2 separate regions of the Triticum aestivum genome follow, and region 1 is linked to region 2. Evidence: chromatin contacts called from public HiCAR-type data. All regions are on one chromosome and are shown on one strand. Each heading gives the region's core, a stretch centred on a gene start, on an enhancer-like site or on the middle of the called end of the contact. The rest is flanking DNA. Distances are from core to core; before and after follow the strand shown.

The links. HiCAR-type assays count read pairs that join an accessible place to other places.
Region 1: a HiCAR-type map of leaf shows a contact between it and region 2, with 7 times the contacts expected there. The contact joins two enhancer-like sites. A contact is called at or near these places in 1 of 5 Hi-C or Micro-C datasets (root) and 1 of 1 datasets of contacts at active chromatin or transcription factors (leaf).

The regions. Positions count from the first base shown.
Region 1 is chr4D:34,687,434-34,690,133 of IWGSC CS RefSeq v2.1, reverse strand. No RefSeq gene overlaps it. Among protein-coding and RNA genes, the nearest start is that of LOC123099518, 7.9 kb to the right of the region's middle. Within about 2 kb of position 1,378, at least 6 of the 8 cell types and tissues checked have an H3K27ac peak or open chromatin away from gene starts, as enhancers often do. A contact at or near this core is called in leaf, where this site is marked.
Region 2 is chr4D:34,859,521-34,862,220 of IWGSC CS RefSeq v2.1, reverse strand. No RefSeq gene overlaps it. Among protein-coding and RNA genes, the nearest start is that of LOC123099519, 160 kb to the right of the region's middle. Within about 2 kb of position 1,355, at least 3 of the 8 cell types and tissues checked have an H3K27ac peak or open chromatin away from gene starts, as enhancers often do. A contact at or near this core is called in leaf, where this site is marked.

The DNA of each region.
Region 1 (2,700 bases), core at 129-2,628, 170 kb after region 2:
TTTTAAATAAAAGGGAGTCAACCCATCTACCGCAACAATTAAGTGGATGCAATCCAATTATGGATCATTGATATTACGCGGCTAATCATGAAGCCTGTCAATTATCAAAGGCGTCTGGTTCATCACGCCTCTGGTACAAGTTGCAGCTAGAAACCTGTAGAATACTGTGCACTGTGCAGTCTATTCAGATCCGTAAAAAGTCAGAGAAACAGAGACTCGAATGTCCTAGGATAGTAGTAAATGTGCAGTGTGTGAGTTTTTTTTTGAAGCTAGTGCAGTGTGTGAGTTGACTACGCAAATGCTACAGGATGGAGTTGGTTGGAGCATTGTACTACCAGTTGGACGCCACGATCATTATTTGTACTACATCTGTCCTGGTTTATTAGTCCTTTTTATAATTAGTGTTAAATTTTGATTAAAGCTTTAACTGATAAAATGCTAGTGCATGTCAATAAAAAATTATATTGTTGGATTTGTATTTAAACATAGTTTTCAGTGATATAATTTTTGTGACATGCATAAATATTTTGTTAGTATTACAATGCGGACCAATAAACCAGGACGGAGGTACTAGTGAGAAAGCGATTTCAGGGGAGGGAAGAAAACTTGACTGAGAGGACCCATGGAGTACTGTCGGTACGGTATCCCCATTCCGCAAAAAAAAAAGGTACGGTATCCCTGCTGCGGCATCACTTCTTTGACAATCTGCAAGGGTCAACTGGACAACTAGTACAGTTTCCCTGGCGAGGAAAAAACAAAACAAAACGGCGCCGAGATGGATGTACAGCTGCATCGAGACCACGGGCGATTAAGTGTGAGATGGAGACCACGATGATCTGTAAGTATTGCAGTAATGATGCCGTGGAACAACCGGTCTCCATCCTAGGAAAAGAGGAACGCAACAACCGGTCTCCATCCGAGGGAGGACAAATACAAATCCCAGCAATGTACGCAACAACAGTACTGTCTTGTAGTAGGCTTACCTTTCAGAACAGATTTTTTTTCTTCCAGGATGAAATGCAATCTTCTACCGCGGCATGGGCAAGTGACGCCCCGTCGTCGTCCCCGTCACTGTTAATACGTGTAGAGTCGAGCAGTACTACGAGCCACACCGGTCTGGGTGAAGTGAGGCGAGGATCTTGCGATGTTCCCTGTGTTGATCCTGGGGCGACCTCCCGGCCCTACATGCCCTTTGCTCTCGACATGGTGTTGGCCGGCTGTCTTAACTTGGAGAACCGACCGAGACCGTCCATGCCACCATGGCTCGTACCAGGGGCATGCAGCCACACGCAGGTTGTCGAGTCGAAACGGACGTACACGCAGGAGTACTGTACCAAAAACACAGCAGTACTATCCACCGTTGGATCGCACGGCGCGGGGTCCTGTCGGACGGCTCAGGGGAGAGGACGGACGTCACAGGGTACGTTATCGACCACCCGGCGGCAGCCCAAGGCACGGGAGGAAGTTTCTGCGAAGTGGACGGACATGTACGCCGGGACCGGCCGGCCGCGTTACCGGCGATCGTGGTGGCCCATGCGGGCCTGGGCGGCCGGCCGGGGACATGGGCGCGCGCGCGGCGTCGTAGCGTGAGCGTTATTTGGTCGGGCCCATACGAGATTTTTTGTTTTTTTGAAAGCCCCCATCACGTTCGAAGTGGCAGTACGTACGACGACCTACGCGTCGTCGACGGCATACGGGCGTCGATCACCTCCTTCCTCCTCGAATGAATGCTCGACGGCGACGCATCGGCGGTGCATGGGGGAATCTACGTACGCGCGGCACGTACGGGGCGCAGCCGGCCGGCCGGCCGGCCGGGTCGGTCAGTTAATTTGAAAGAGGCGTGCGCGGGGGCCAGGCATGGCCCTCCACACAGGCCATGGCGCCAATGGCATGCAGCGGCGAGGGCGTGACAGCCGGACGTGGCCCTGCGTCCCCTGTCGCGCCCCCTGCCGCCGGGGGATATGGACCGCGGCGCCGGGGAGCGGACAGCGGGCCTCGCCGTGTTCCGTCGGGGTGGGGACGTCGCGCGGCGCTGCTGGCCCGGCCCCGGACAGGCTCAGGTGCAGGGTTCCCTCCGGTCCGGCGTGTACGTACGTACCGTTCGAACAGCATGCAGGGCCACCTCTGATGTACGGCCACGAGTGTCTGTGTCGTTGTTCGTTCTTGACATGATCGAGAGCGTATAACTGGTTGTGATAATGTGGGCAGTTGAATTGGTTTCAAGCTCGTCTTATCTTAAGTTGTTGTGTGTTTGTGTGTCTTTGTTTTCTGATATCCTGACGGGGGAGCAGCCCCGGTGCTCTTGCTTCAGGGTTCAAACCAAGCTAGCTGGTCCATTCGATTCCGATCAGAGGTTGGTCTGAAGCACTACTGTACCAGTAACGAAATTTATATATACCTCATGTTTGAGCTCCTCTGTACTGCATGTGTGCGCTTTATACACTTGACACTTCTCCAGTGGATGGATATTCCGGTTAGGACTGATTACTGATTAGCAACTAACTAGCTCAAGCTCACTTTGACCCCGATGCCCGTCATCGAATGCTGCAAGAGAACAAATGCAAAAGAGAAAAAAATGGCCAACATTTACAGTACAAACAGCCGGCCCATTGAAGCTACGACGATGGTGGTAAGGTAGCAGTTTTTTTTTAGAAAAGGTAAGGGCACAGCTATCTGCTGCCCGCAGCGACTCCATTCTAT
Region 2 (2,700 bases), core at 106-2,605:
TTGATGTCTCCTCCACATGAAAATTTCCTCGACGATCTTCTCCATAGGCTAATGAAAAGGAGGGAGAAAGAGACAACCGACTTAGGTTTAGATTACAGATGAAGGAACAAAATGCACGTCACAAGTCGTGTAAAGATTTTCACAAAGGGTTTCACTCAATTCATCGACGCAAACTGACATCGACTATATGCGTTACAATCATGTATCGTTCAACACCAACATGCACTACATTTTTGCACTTTCACCATGGCACCTTTCAGTTGTCATCCCTGCTAGATTCATATCGTAGCTCATGAACTAGCAAAGCAGGCGAATTCCATGACACTCATTATAAACAAAATGCGTGGTAAAAGTCGTCCTAGATTTTAACCAAGATTTTATTCAGTGCACCGACACAAATCGATATCAACTATTTTCTGTTACAATTGTGAACCATTCAAGGACGCTGCGTTTTGCACTTCGTCAAGGCAGCTTTACATTGGCGTCCCCGTTAGATGTGCGGTGTATCTTCTGAGCTAGAAAAGCAGGTGAATTATGTGCCACCGGTTGTTTTCGTTGAACAATGCGCTAAATTATCACGTTCTCTTGTCGGTGGATGATTTAACTTTGTTTCATTATTTAATAAATATTGAAAAACTTTCTCTGGTTGCTAAATCATCAATAGGATCAACACAACTTTGTCAAAAAAAGAAGTTCAACACAACAATCTGCGGGAACATGCAATCAACCCCTTTTGACGAATCAGGGACTTGGTGCCCTTGATTTGCTCACGTTGTTCTTGTCGGCAAGAAAAAAATAGCCCACCTCAGCAGTAGCTTAACTGAACAAGGTTGGTGTCCATTTCTTCTGTAAAAGTAAACCTCGCGCGTATTAGAGATGTTTTTTTTAACATTATTAGAAATGGTTTGTTAAACTGCTAATCTAATGTAGGACAATTCCAGACAAAAACCAGGCCGTAGACCGTAGAAACCCCGCGCCCATGACCCGGAGAAAGGTACAAAGTTCGTTAATTCGGTTTGGTCCCAACATAGCGCAGGCCCACCACACACCAGGTGTCCGAACTGTCCGCCCCGGCGCGTCGCCTTCGCCGTGCCAAGTCGTCGCCAAATCAGCACGACCCCCATGCTCCGCCCCCATGGCCGGTCGCCCATGCCGCCCCCATACACTACGAACGCAGCAGTCGCACACCTACGCTACGCGCGTCGTAGCTATACTAGCTAGTGACGGCGAGTGCGTAGCCCGCGCGATCTACGTGCTATCCAAAATCTCATGGGCGGCACGCGCGGCCCCGTGCGTCCCATCCCCTCTCGCTGCTGAGTCGGCGCTGCTGACTCAGGGCCGAGATGGCGGCACCAGCTTTCCTGCTCGGCTTGTCTCGAATGCGCACGTACGCGTCAGGGGCAGCATCCCGGTCGAGATAAGTGGCCAACTTGCTCTTCGATTCTCTGGTAACAATGGTCAATGCCTCAATGGCGTGCAACGCCCAAGCGTTGACCGAGTTGTTAAAGGAGTGAGTGACGGATCGATCCTACCTACGGACAGAAGGACTGAGCCATGGACGTGCGCGTACGGGTGGTCGGTGGCCGCGCGCGGGCTGGGCAGGACTGGAGCGTTGCTCTGTCCGGGGGCGCGCCGACCATGCCAATATGCCATGCCATTTACCTTGGGCGCGCCCACGGGGCGGGGAACCGGCAGCCCGACCGGTGGCGCGCCGCGCTGCTGCGTCCTGACGCCGATCGCCCGATCTCCGCCCACATGGGGCTGCGGTGTGCAGGATCCAACAATGTGGGACGCCGCGCCCCCACCTGCATGTCAAGGGTGGGACGTACCCCCAACCCCACGTCCGCCCATTGTACCGCAGACAGCGCCGTGTCTCATCGGCCCGGGGCACGCACCATGCGGGCAGGACCATGTTTTCTCTCAAGTCTCAACGCCCAGCGGCGTTGCGCGACTATAGCTAGCTAGCGAAATGTTAATGGCGATCGATCTCCTCCGAAGACTCTCCTCACCCGCCCGGATCGTGGGGGCCTGCAGGGTGGGTGCGCAAGGCCCGTGCCGACACGGCGGGCGGCAAGGTGGGGCCGTGGCGGCCGCGCTGTCGGCCGTGCCGTCGCTCGCTAGCTGCATGCATGGGAGCGAGATGGAACCCCCGGAGATAAGGTACGGCCAGCTTCTTGGACCTCCGACGATCTCGCTCCGTCCAGCTGGTCTCCGATCTCAAACTTTGTTTCTACATGGACGGACATGGGTACACACAAGTTAAGCGCGGCGCCATGCATGCAAGACATAACACGACTGGCCCCATTTGCAGCGTCAGGAGGTGGCAGCATTTCTCAACAAGCGCAGGGTTGCCGTGCGATCCAGCCAAAACTTTGGACCGGGCAGGAGCTCTGCCTGCCTTTTGGGATGCCGTTCCTGACAGTCAAGGGTTTTAGATTGACATGGGCCATGCTCGCTGATCACCTTGTCTCGTGATTCCCGCGCGTGCTGTTTGCCCGCGATGGTATGACTAGAGATCTCTGACTGATCTGATGGACAAGATTTTGAACCGGGCAACGTGCCGTATATTTGCACCAATGGTTTCAAGAAGTTATCAACACATGAGCAGACAGCCTGGTTGTTGGGTTGTAATCACAGGATTATTGGTACGTACGACACGGTTGACGTTTGTATCAGAAAACAGAGCAAACAGCCTCCGGT